Linked DNA regions of Sus scrofa: region 1 is linked to region 2. A link is a contact called in public Hi-C data. All regions are on one chromosome and are shown on one strand. The core of a region is the stretch at or near the end of the contact, and the rest is flanking DNA. Distances in the headings are between cores, read along the strand shown.

Region 1 (6,443 bases), core at 2,264-4,763, 87 kb after region 2:
AAAGAAAAATTGAGATGAGTTCTACCGTGCAAAACTAAAGACCATTACACAGTTTCCTTTAAACATGATCATCCTTTTCTTCAAATACAAGTGTTGAAAATAAATCTGTGTCATATCTAGGCAGGATAGCATCAGAAATTTCAGGACTTGTGTTCTTCATGTTTTTAACTCCTATAACAGCCATATTAATCTAAATTTCCAAGATGCCAATAGCTGGGTTTAAGAGACATCATCACACTGAAAAGGTGGACTCTGTTGTAACCGCTTATTAAAAACAAACCAGGCCAAACTTGTGGTTTAAAAATTGGGACCAGATGATGCTTAATAAGCATGAAATGGTTTCGGTGTTACAAATGAGAACCAGGTGTGGAGAAAAGCGGCTTGGAGCTGAGCACGGCCACCTACAAGCAGGGCTCATCTTCCCAAAGGGTGAGAGTTGGTCATCAATGATATACCTGGCCACTGTCTGGTCTGTCTTGTCGCCCCAACTCACTGTAAAGGAAAAGCCAAAAATTTGAAGAAGCCTGTCTCTAAAATTATGTATGTGTTCTGGAGTTCCCACTGTGGCTTAGTGGTAATGAACCTGACTAGTATTCATGAAGACATGGGTCTGATCCGTGGCCCTGCACAGTTGGCTAAAGGATCTGGCGTTGCCGTGAGTTGTGGTATAGGTCGCAGACGTGGCTCAGATCCTGTGTTGCTGTGGCTATGGTGTAGACCAGCAGCTGCAGCTCCAATTTGACCCCTAGCCTGGGAACTTCCATGCCTTGGATGTGGCCCTAAAAAATAAATAAATAAATGATTAAATTAAATTAAAAAATAAAAAATTATATATGTTCTGAAATCAAACTGCCTACAAGTAGACAGGAAATGAATGCACAGTGGCAGTGCCATTATTAGAGCTTCTGAATAGAATGGCTCCTTCCCTAAGTGCCCAGCCATGAAAGGAACCAAATGATCAGCAAGGTGATTCTGAATTTTCCTTTAACAAACCTTTCTCTTTTAGTGAATGCTGGGGCTGGGGGATGGCAGTGGGGTTGGGAATTGGGTGACCTCTGGCAAGTTCATCTCTCTGGGCCTTGACTGTCTCATCTGTAAAATTGGGGCTGGGGCCTTATGATCTAAGGTCTCTCAGGAACAGGACTCTATGGTGCTATCTTCAAAATATGTCTGTGCTCTTATTTTTTGGCTCAGACTTCAAAGGAGAAGAATAAACAAATCTGTTGCTCAAGAAAAAAAAATCAGTTCTGCTGTTCTCCCCTCTATTCATACCAACTCATTAAAGCAGTTTTCTAAGCCAAATCTCTCTCAGTTGTCCTTCAATGGGGGGGGGGTGTCTATATGAAATAATCCCACCTGGCTGAGAAAACAGTAGTAGGAGACAGACTGTACTCTCAAGGGGCCAACAATGCTACAACCCAGTGGTTGCCAGTTTTCATCATACACCAGAATCCTCTGAAGGGCTTGTTAAAACACAGATACCTGGGTCGCAGCTTTAGAATTCTGACTCAGTAAGTCTGGGGTGGGGCCCAAGAACTTGCATTTCTAAGAAGCTCCCAGGTCATGCTGATGCTGTTGGTCTGGGACCACACTTTAGGAACCACTGCCATATGAACCTAAAAATACCAGTAGTCTAGGTGAACAAACATGACATTATTATCTAAGAGCCATGGTTATTTCTATTGGATTTTGAAATAGAACACTGTGTTAGGCACCACAGAATGTAGATAACTTAAAATATGGAGATGTCTTTCAAACTAAACCCTGCTGTTTTTCTGTATTTGAGTAGAACTAAATACATACAGAAGAGGCGCCTTCTGGCAAACTCATGGTAATGACATTAAAGTTATATTGGCTGCCATCCCCAACTCTGTTCTCAGGGCAGGTTATATAACTGGTGGGGTTCCTTGTTAAAAATTTATTTAAAATTTCAAGATGGTAACAGCAGAGCAGTAAACCAAATACAGGGTCCTTCTGAGCTCAGGGCTCTGTGTAACTGCATGGATCACACAACCATGAAGCTGGTCCTGCCTATTCTTGTCCTTTGGATCAGGAACACTCGCTTTATAAGTATCAGCTTCTAGGAGTCAGGGTTTAGCAACCACCACTTCCACATAGGATAATTGAGGACATTTGTCAGCAATAACAAAGTTAAGTATCTACTGAATAATTCAGTACATTATGTCATTCAAAGAGAGTTAAGACTCAGATCCTGCCCTACAGAAATTTGTAATTTGATGAAAAAACAGAGTATATATTTAAGGCCCATGAAGGCAAGAAAATACTGGATTTATTTATCACTCCATGCTTAGGACCTAGCACAGTGCTTAAACAAATTAGATGTTGTAATGAATTGAGTGAAAGACAGAATTTCTCTCTAGTGACTGTCTCTGTGGGCTGGGTAACAAGTTAAAGAATGAGAATTCTCATTTCAGCAAGTGGTGCTGGGAAAACTGGGCAGCCGCATGTAAATCAATGAAATTGGGACACACCCTCATACCATGCACAAAAATAAACTCAAAATGGCTTATAGACTTAAATTAAACAAGACACCATCAAACTCCTAGAAGAGAACATAGGCAAAACATTCTCTGACATCAGCCTTACAAGTGTTTTCTCAGGTCAGTCTCCCAAGGCCACAGAAATAAAAGCAAAAATAAACCAATGGGACCCAATTAAACCGACAAGCTTTTTCACAGAAAAGGAAACCATTAAAAAACAAAAAGACAGCTTACAGAATGGGAGAGAATAGTTGCAAATGATGCAACTGAAAACGGCTTAATATCTAAAATATACAAACATGTATTTGTATATAGATATGGGGGAGGGAGAGAGAGAAACAGACAAACATGCTCTCTCATGTCTCTTATAAGGGCACTAACCCCATTATGAAAGCCCCAGCTCAGTGACCTCATCTAACCCTAACTGCCTCCCAAAGGCTCCATCTCCAAATACCATCACATGGGGGAGGATTAGGGCTCAATATATGAATTTTGGGGTATGCACTTTCAGTCTCTAATGATGAGTAAGATATGAACCCTACTTTAAAGGGGTGTTTAGTCTAGATAAGAAACAGATTTTTTCGTATGTTTGTATGTGTGTGTTTGAATCTCTGGTAGAACATATCATATGAAGCTACAGATAAATCACTGAGAATCTAGGTAAGTAATCTCTGTGTTGTGTTGTGCTGGGCTGGGGGAAGGAGATATTGGAAGAATAATCAAGGAGAAGATGTTTCTTACACCAAGTCTTAAAAAGCCTATAAATCTGAACACAAAGAGATTGGGGGAGGGATTCTAATAGTGGGAACAACACAAACACAGACAGAAATGTTAAATGTTTCTAGTGAATACTGGAAAATTCCATTTGGCTGAATACAGAATGGCTAGTGGCCAGATCCTGGAGTGATCTTAATTTTAGGCTAAGGAGTTAGGATTTTATTGTATCAGCATTGGAGCCATTGACTTTGGGGGTGAGGAGTAATATAATAAAAACTGTGTTATGGGATGATTAATCTGAGTGTAATGCATGCTCTGGAATGGAACATAGAGAGAAGAGAGCCATGAAATTCTTAGAGAGCCTAGCAATACTCTTGGTGAGGATAATAAAATCTTGACCAGTGTAGTGGCAGAGGGAATGAAGGAAAAATCACACAAGGCTTTTGGGGGAGCAGATGGGTAGATTCACTAACTGTTCCATATGAAGGAGCAATGGGAGAGAGCCAAAGGTAATTCTGGAGTTTTAAGCTCAAGTGGTTAGACAGATGCTGGTAACCCAAATATAAGCAGGGCATGTAAGAGCAAGAGCTGGTCTGGAAGCTGGGCTTGTGGGTAAGTTAGGTGGTCATGTTGAATTCTATCATGCACAAGTTGAGTTTGAGGTACCAGAATTACACCCCGGTTAAGCTGAGAAAGATGATTTGAGAGCAGAGGCAGGGCCTCTTCCCTCTTGGGAACCATTCACAGAGTGGCAACATTTGCCGTCTTGGAAGGGAACAGATTTCCCCAAGAGAGACTAGAGAAAGCAGAGAAGACAGGTGAGGGCAGGACAGTCCCAAGCAGGGAGTTCTGTTGTTTAGTGAGGAAAGGAGGATGTGGACCAGGGAAAGACGAATCAGAGCCACCAGAAAGAACCATGATGACACAGATTTTCATTTGTTTTTGCCAAAAGGAGTTTCAAGGAAGATGGGGCAGGTGGTCAACGGTATCAGATGCTACCAAGACATCAAGGAGTCTAAGGATGGAGAAGTGGCCATTGAATTGGGCAATGAGGAAATCACTGGTGACTTTTGAGAGGATTATTAGCAGAGACTGAACTGTAACGCTTACCCGCAGTCCAGGGATATCCTGCTTTAACCACCCCCCCTGCCCTTTTGGGATGCATTCACACAGCAAATCCAGTGCAGACACATGTCCAGTGCATCCACTGATGCACGAGGTGGGCAGACATTTGTACACATTTTATACAACTTTTTTTCTCATCATAGGCAAAAAGGAGACCAGTACTCTTGAATTCAGAGTCTAAAGACTGAATGATGACATTTAAAATTTGAACCAGTAAACATTAAAAATTCTTTCAGTTCCATTCCAATTCAGAAGATCTATACATCTGAAAGAGAGACCTAACTATGAGGCAGAAGCTGCCCTCTAAGTAAGATCCTTGGTTTGAACAATCGCTCAGTGAGCAGCCTCTTTTCTGTGAGCTGTCCTGCAGCCAAACATGTTTTTGAGCTTTGAAAAAAGAAGTGCAAAGACATAAAGGCTGAGGACATACAGGAGGACGAGTGTTTGCCCTGCAAGCATCATCCCGGAGATCTCACTCGTGGACTGGGCAGCCCTGCTACAGGTTGAGAGAATCCTAACCAATGACAGTTGCAAACACAAACAATTGCTGGGCTTTTGGCACAAGGCTTTGTGTTCACACACTGCTGAAAGTGTTCATGGAGCCAAAGGCTGCCAACAGCAGCCTTCACTGGGTGAGATCTGTGCCAGGAGAAAGGGTTGGAGGGCCTTTTACTCATTTGGTAATTACACAGTAATGGGTACTTCGTGTATTTGTAGCAATGGAGAGTGGGAGTGAAAGGCAGGCACTTAGTGCAGTGACAGGTCTGGCGGTGTGGCTGGGCTCACGGGCACCACCGCGGTCTCTTTGGGGGCAGCCTTTCCGGCCCTGGCCCTGGCTGGCATCAGGTATGAGAAGAAATGAGAGGGCAATCTGGCATTTTCATATTTGTTTATTTTAACCTCTCGGGCCTGCTGAAAACAACTGGAATCTTCTGAGTTGCTGAAAGCACATAGGCTTCTTTGATGGAGCTCTTGGCCCTTGCCACCCTACAGCCAAAGGGGCTCATTGATTGAGTTGTCGGGCGACCATGCCCTCTGTGAATTCAGGTCAGGCCAGAGGCAATGGTTAATAGCTGGCATGTAACTGTCCCTAATGCAATCTTTACTATAGCCTTCAAAGCTCAACATGAAAGCGTATTCCACTGAAATCCAGACTGTAAATTGGGAAATGTTTTGAGTCTGGGCATCTGCTTGTGTTCCTTAGCAAAGGAAATGCTGGGAAAGCAAAGATAAAAGGTAGAGAGGAATGATTCAACACAGCTGGAGAGAATCCAAGTAGATAGCCAAGAACAAGGGTCAAAGGGAAACTCAGGGCCTATTTTTTTAAGGTTTAGTTGTGGATCAGCCTGGGGGAATGGTGGACTGGGAGGACTGGTTCACATCAACTTCCGGCTATTCATGTTACCCTGGTGATGGCACCATGAAATGAGCTGTGGGTCAGCCAGTCTTCACTGGACTGCCTTTTCGCATCTGCTTTTCTTCTAGTGGGAAGGGGCCCTAGGGGCTGGGCTGTTAACTAGTAAGCTCAACATTTAATGTGGCTTTGAGTCCCAGGACCAAGAGAAAGGTTTGTGAGCAGGTCTGCATTCTTCAGTTTCCCAAGTTCTTTGAAACTGAAGAATTCCAGTTGAAGAGCTCATCAGGCTTTTAACAAGTTTATTCTAAATCATATCAGGTTTATCACTACTGGAAAAATTTACTGGCTTGAGCTTGGGGGAAATCCGAGAATTTCAGTTCTCAAAGCCTTGGAAATCCGTATTTATCAACAATTAGCAATGTGACCCAGATCAGACCAAAGTACTTGCCTTTTCTTAATGATAACAAGCTACTTTATACTGATCACCTGTTACCCACCAGGCACTGTGCTAAGTGCTCTACTGGCACTGCCCATGTTTTTCTTCACAATACCCCTATGACAAATCTACTCAGTTCTCTGTAATAACCTATATAAAGAAGCTGAAAAAGAATGGACACATGGGGAGTTCCCATCGTGGCTCAGTGTTAATGAACCTGAATAGCATCCATGAGGCTGTGGGTTTGATCCCTGGCCACGCTCAGTGGGTTAAGGATCTGCGGTGTAGGTCACAGACTTGGCTTGGA
Region 2 (6,250 bases), core at 2,967-5,466:
GAGGATGAGGTTTGATCCCTGGCCTCGCTCAGTGGGTTAAGGATCTGGCATTGCCATGAGCTGTGGTATGGGTCTCAGAAGCAGCTCGGATCCTGCATTGCTGTGGCTGTGGTGTAGGTCAGCAGCTGTAGCTCCAATTCATTCCCTAGCCTGGGAACCTCCATATGCTGTGGGTGTGGCCCTAAAAAGCAAAAAAAAAAAAAAAAAAAAAAAAATTAGTTTTTTCCTGTATTTTTATCAATTTGTCCTGTTACCATATGTTGAAAAAGACTGCTTTTCACATTGCATTGCTCAAATGCCTTGGTTAAAACTCAGGTGACTGTTATAAGTGTGGTTTTAGACTTTTTTCTGTTTTATGCCAGTTTCACATTGTCTTGAATGATTTGGCTTTATAGAAAACCCTGAAATTGGGAAATGTGAGTTCTCTAATTTGTTCCTCTCTGTTCTGGTTTTGCCTACTATATTTGTTTTGCTTATTCTAGTTCTTTCCTTTTTCAATGTAAATTTTAGAATCAGCTTATCAATTTCTACAAAAAAGTTCCTGGGATTTTTGATTTGGATTATATTGAACTGTAGACCAACGTGGAGAAAACTGACATCTTAAATATATTGAGTCTTCCAATCCATGAGCATGATATACCTCTCCAAATAACTAAGTCTTAATTTTTCTCAGTAATGTTTGTAGTTTTCTACATGGCAGTCCTACATATCTTTGATTAAATTTATTGCTAATAATTTTATGTCTTCTGATATAGCCATATAAGCAGAATAAAAAATTAATCTTCCAATTTTTTTTGTAGTATATACATAAATATAATTGGTGTTTGTATATTGACTTTGTATGGTTTCTGTTCTTTAGATTGGGATATTTATTATTGATCTATCTTTGAAATCACAGACAATCTTTTAAGCCTATCCAGTGAATATTTGTTTTTTCAATATTGTGCTTATCAGTTCTAGAATATCCACTTGCTCTTTATTATAGCTTTCATTCGTTTCCTGAGATTCCCCATTTGATCACTTTTTTGGGCCATTTTCTCTTTGAGTCCTTAAACATACCTTTAAAGTTCTCATCTGCTAATTCCAACATCTGAATCATCTCAGGGAAACTTTCTAGTCACTATCTTTTTCTTGGCTATAAGTCACCTCCTCTGCCTCCGCATGTCTAGTGCTTTTTTGATTTTACCGTGGATATTGGGGATGATACGTTACAGAGATTGTGTTCAGTTATTTTCCTCTGAAGAGTAAATTTGGTTCTGGCAGGCAGTTTTACTGACTGATCACCCTGAACTTTTGGAAATGTTTTATTTTTTTCTTAGGAAGGAAGAAACTGACGCTATTTTGGTTGTCTTTTAGTCTTAGGATGAATCCTTAGTCTCTGGACAGTCTTTACTCCCATGTAGGGTTTACTGGGAAGCCTAAGGTCTTGATAAAGTTCCTCTAACTTGCTGGGATTCAAGCTCCAGCCTTTTCCATGCAGAAGGCAAGAAGGCAGCAGTTCAGATATTCCTCAGCTTCTTTAGCCTTGTAGTTGTTGCTTTTTTTTTTTTTTTTTTGCTTTGTAGGGCTGTACCCACAGCATATGGAAGTTCCTAGGCTAGGAGGTGAATCGGAGCTGCAGCTGCTGGCCTACGCCACAGCCACAGCAACTTAGGATCTGAGCCGTGTCTGTGACCTACACCACAGCTCACGGCAATGTTGGATCCTCAACCCACTGAGTGAGGCCAGGGATCAAACCTGCTTCATCATGGGTACTAGTGGGGTTCATTACCACTGAGCCACAACGGGAACTCCCCCTATTCGTTGCTTTCTGCTGGACTCCTTGGTGTCTCCCCTGTGTGAATGAAGTTTGAGAATTAATTAAGGGCAGCTGAAAATTGTGGAAAAATTTGGGTGCTCCTTCCTCTGTGGGTCGTCGTCTCAGAATTTACTCTCTCATTGTATGCCCTCAATCCCAGCTTTGATCCACATCCTCTGATCTCTCAAGCCAAGAAGTCCGTGACTTTCTGCTTGAGTTCCAGGTGTTCCATGCTCCTTGGACCAGGTGTACCCTCAGAGGAGAAGCCAGATGCATTTAGTTCTTTCGCAGTGCAGTCCCTTCTTGAAAGGGTCAAATAGCCTCCCCCTACTGCTTGCTTTTTGGCACTTTCCAGTGCCTTCAATTCAATATTTAAAAATATATTCATTTAGCATTTTCAATATATTCTTTTAAAAATACTTTGTCCAGAGTGTATACTTTTTTTTTTTTTTTGAAGTTAAACTGACACAGACTACTCTGCCACCCCTAGGAGGAGTGCAGGCCCTGGCATTCCCATCTTTATCTCCTTCTGCTCTCCCATCTGCTGCAGAAGCCAGAGGACAAGGGGACCCAGCTGATATCTGTGTATGTCAGCCTTCCAGGGCAGAGCTGACTGGAGCAGGGTGGAAGGTGGATCTGGAGGGGGTAACTTGAGAACATCCAGCAAAGCTGAGTAGGAGAATGAGACAAGGCCCTTGGGGAGGGTACTCTAAGCCCAGGGGCTAATGTGTCAAGGTACCTCGTGGCACGCTCAGAGAATCCAAGAGATTTTGTAAGGAGGAGGGCACAGAGTTTTATTTAGGGATGTGGCTAATAATAGAGCGTGTTCTTCACCTCCTGAAGCATTTAGACTTAGTGCTCTAGCTGTTGAGAACCCTGGAGGTCACCGGTAGGAAGGGCTGGATGAGGAGATGCACAAGACTCAGCAGCCAGGGAAGGAGGCGTTTCAGGATGGGAGGAGGGTCCCGGCATAAAGAGGAAGGATGATCCAGAAACATGGAAGCCTGGGGTCAGCATTGTGTGAACAGCGCCGTATACACTCTGCAGTAGCCATGGAGCCCACTGGACTGTTCGTTGTCACAGCCTTCATACAGAGAAGCACGGTAGGTTAATCACATTTAGCAGATTTCTGTCAAGGCAGGAACATACGTGGCTCCTTTCAGAAGGACTTCCATCTAAGGTGTTTATTTTTATTTTTTATTTTTTTTGCCATTTCTTGGGCTGCTCCCTCGGCATATGGAGGTTCCCAGGCTAGGGGTCGAATCGGAGCTGCAGCCACCGGCCTACGCCAGAGCCACAGCAACGCGGGATCCGAGCCGCGTCTGCGACCTACACCACAGCTCACGGCAACGCTGGATCCTTAACCCACTGAGCGAGGCCAGGGATTAAACCCACAACCCCATGGTTCCTAGTCAGATTCGTCAACCACTGCGCCATGACGGGAACTAAAGTGTTTATATTATACAAAAAGTTTTGATACTTAGAGAAATAATATTTAAGAATCTGGAATATTTGCTTGTATGAAACATCTCCCCCTGCCCCCGACAAGTCTGGGTACATGAAGCTTTGTTACATTTATTAGTAATTATTAAGGTTACTATTATTAGCAAGAATCAAGGTCATATAGAATAAAGACCCTCCTAAACCAAAGCCGTCATGTTTCATATTGAGCGCTGGTTAGAAAACATCAAATAGGTAGATCTTTTATTACCACCCTTGGTTGCTGGTGTGTTTGGAGCGCACGGGTCTCTGAGCAGGACCCTCAGCCTTCACGTCCAGCTTGTTTGGATGCTCATTTGGTTTAGTACGCGTTTTAACTCACAGCTGGGGCACAGTCAACTTTATTAATTAATTTATTTTGCTGTCGTGGGCATCATTCCACTTTAATATTTTTGAAACAGTCTCAAACTTAGAGAAATTTCAACACCGAAAAATTTTTTTCCTGAATTACTTCAGAGTTAAGTGACCATTTCAGAGTAAGTGACTAACTTGTTGACTCATCACCTCCCAATATTTTAGTATCTATTTCCTACAAACAAAGCTCTTCTCTCATATCACCACGATCAGTCATCAAACCCAGGAAGTTAATACTGATATGTGACTATTGTCTACTGTATCCTTGGATTTCAGTTGTTTTGCCATTTGTCTAAGGTCCTTTCCAGCAAAAAGATCCACTTCAGAATCATGTCTTGCATTTAGTTGTCACGTCTTTAGTATCCTTCAGTCTAGAGCAGTTCCTCATCTTTTCCTTGATTTTCATGACCTTGACATATTCAGTTTCTGCCCAGTTGTTTAGTAGAATATCCCTCAATGTCAGTTTGTTGATGTTTCCTCATGCTTATCTTCAGACTACCCCTCTTTGGCAGGAATATCATGGAAATAAAGGTTCAAGGTCAACTTTGGCTGAGTCTGAAATCTGGATTCGCTTGATCTGAGTCATGCTGTGTTAGCTGCTGGTTTAAATATTTGCTTGAGAGATGAGGAGCAATTAGCATGTTGCTTCATGTTCCTTGTCCTCTTTTCTTCTTCCACCTTCTGCTCTCTCAGCCCATCTCCAGGTAGAGGTTCTGTCCTTCTCTGACATTGAAGTACACTGTCAATCTTAGTCTTCTCTTTTATAGACCCTCGTTGGTTTTTCCAAACTATGTACTCCATTCGTAGAGCTACTCAAAGTACCAGCCAGTTGGAACAGAAACCAGAGCACAGAGCTGCCTTCCAGTATCAGCTGGCTGAACATATGCGCCAGTAGGATAGATGTTTTAACGAGGCAGGCCTGGTTTGGACCTCTACTTTAGAACCTGCCCACCCAACACTTTCTGGCATTTTGATGCCATCCGCTGACTAAGATCTTTCTGTTTAGGATGTTAATCAGAATCTCTTTCATAGGATAATAACAGTTCCCATCTATGCAAATTTGGGAAGGACTAAACACAGTAGAATGTAAATTCTGTTAAGTTCAGCTCTAGAATGTAGAAGATGTTCAATAGAATTTAGCTGCCAGTTGTTACCTGCAAGTAAAGAGAATTGCTTGACTTTGCTCAATCTAGCATTTTGTAAACTTGTTAAACCACAGCAGTACTATTTCTAGAGCCCTCTGTTAACATTTTAAGGAATGCTGCTGCTTATTTTAAAGAATCCAGCTGGGGAAGCTCTGAATTAAGACCTGAACAGAATTCAGCTGCTGACTGTTCACAGTGAGTGAATAAATCAGGGATGCTTGCACTAGGAGTTGGGGTTCTGGATCTTAGCTTAGTCCTTACCGCACCTTGAAACTGCTTGAATAAAAAGGGAGAGGTTTCATTTTAAGACACAAGACAGACGTGAAGAAAGTCATCTTTGTACAAAGCCTGGAGTTTGCTCATCTCTTCCTTGCAATCACATCCCCAGGTGACTCAGTTCAGGGGGAGCTACCTGAAGGTCTCAGGACCAGCTTTAAAGGATGTCACCCAGTTGGAGAAATTAGAATTTACATGCTCCTTCTGACTTTGGTCTTTCAGAAGTAATGCAGCCAGAAGTTGTCCTCCTGTGTTCCCTGGTCTCCGTCTCCCTCTGTCTTGGGGCTGCCTCACTGCCCAGCAGAGCGTACAGGGTGCCTGCTGCCTGCCTTTGCCCTTCCCCCTTTGGGCTTTGGTGTCTGTGTTTACTTGACACTGTGCCTGACGGGAACACAGACCCCTGGGATATGAGGTCAGCGAGTGTCCAGAACATTCTGTGGGGGTCAGGTCGCCAAGCTTTCCAGAGCCACATCCGGTCAGGCACTGGTGGGACATCAAGGTCAAGGGCAGATATTGCTCACTTGATCACCTGAAAGCCAGGGATGATTATGTCATTATGTATGAGCATTTCTCAACTAAGCCTTCAAGAGTGTTGGGTGATGAGAAGCATCCATATATGACGTGTGTGCGACACATTCAAATGTATCAGATGACTGAATTCCCTGCCTAAGCATCGGGAGAATTTTTAAAAGTCATTCTCATGTCCTTGTGCTCCACACCCACTAATTCCAGGAGTCCCCGTCCACAGCGTTGTCTCCACCCCGCTTCTCCTCACAAGCAGGCTGGGTGGCGCTTCTGGCTGAGGTTTGCTGTCTGCCAGCGCTCACACCTGCAGTGTTGTTCCCGTCCTTAAAAGAGCAGCCGGGGGCTGTAGTGGGAGATGCATGTGGGGTCAGAACTTGACTTCATGATCTTCCCAGGACTGCTTTTGTTTAATGATCCATGTTGTGGTAGGTAATGAGAGAGAGAAAAAAAAATATGCTTCTGTTTGCAGGCAGTGACACTTTAGGCTAGGAGATCTGAGTTCATTTAGCAGTCAAGGGCATTGCTATAGGGGCAGACCTGAGCCCAGGATGGAGACAGTCCTTTCGGCAACCTGTGGCCAAACCCCACCCCAAAGAAGTCTGCCAGACGATATGGTGACGATATGGCCATGCACGGGGCTGGACCCCGGCGC

What was found. A called contact is a pair of places that touch in the nucleus more often than the background predicts.
Region 1: a contact with region 2 is called in a Hi-C map of embryonic fibroblasts, with 3 times the contacts expected there. The contact joins two enhancer-like sites. A contact is called at or near these places in 5 of 47 Hi-C or Micro-C datasets (embryonic fibroblasts, liver and skeletal muscle).

The regions. Positions count from the first base shown.
Region 1 is chr16:18,987,323-18,993,765 of Sscrofa11.1, forward strand. All of the region lies in intron 2 of LOC102162488 (a long non-coding RNA gene), which reads right to left. Among named protein-coding and RNA genes, the nearest start is that of NPR3, 150 kb to the left of the region's middle. Within about 2 kb of position 3,514, at least 2 of the 83 cell types and tissues checked have an H3K27ac peak or open chromatin away from gene starts, as enhancers often do. A contact at or near this core is called in embryonic fibroblasts, where this site is marked.
Region 2 is chr16:18,899,890-18,906,139 of Sscrofa11.1, forward strand. The region is part of intron 3 of NPR3 (atrial natriuretic peptide receptor 3); the gene reads left to right. Among named protein-coding and RNA genes, the nearest start is that of NPR3, 61 kb to the left of the region's middle. Within about 2 kb of position 4,217, at least 10 of the 83 cell types and tissues checked have an H3K27ac peak or open chromatin away from gene starts, as enhancers often do. A contact at or near this core is called in embryonic fibroblasts, where this site is marked.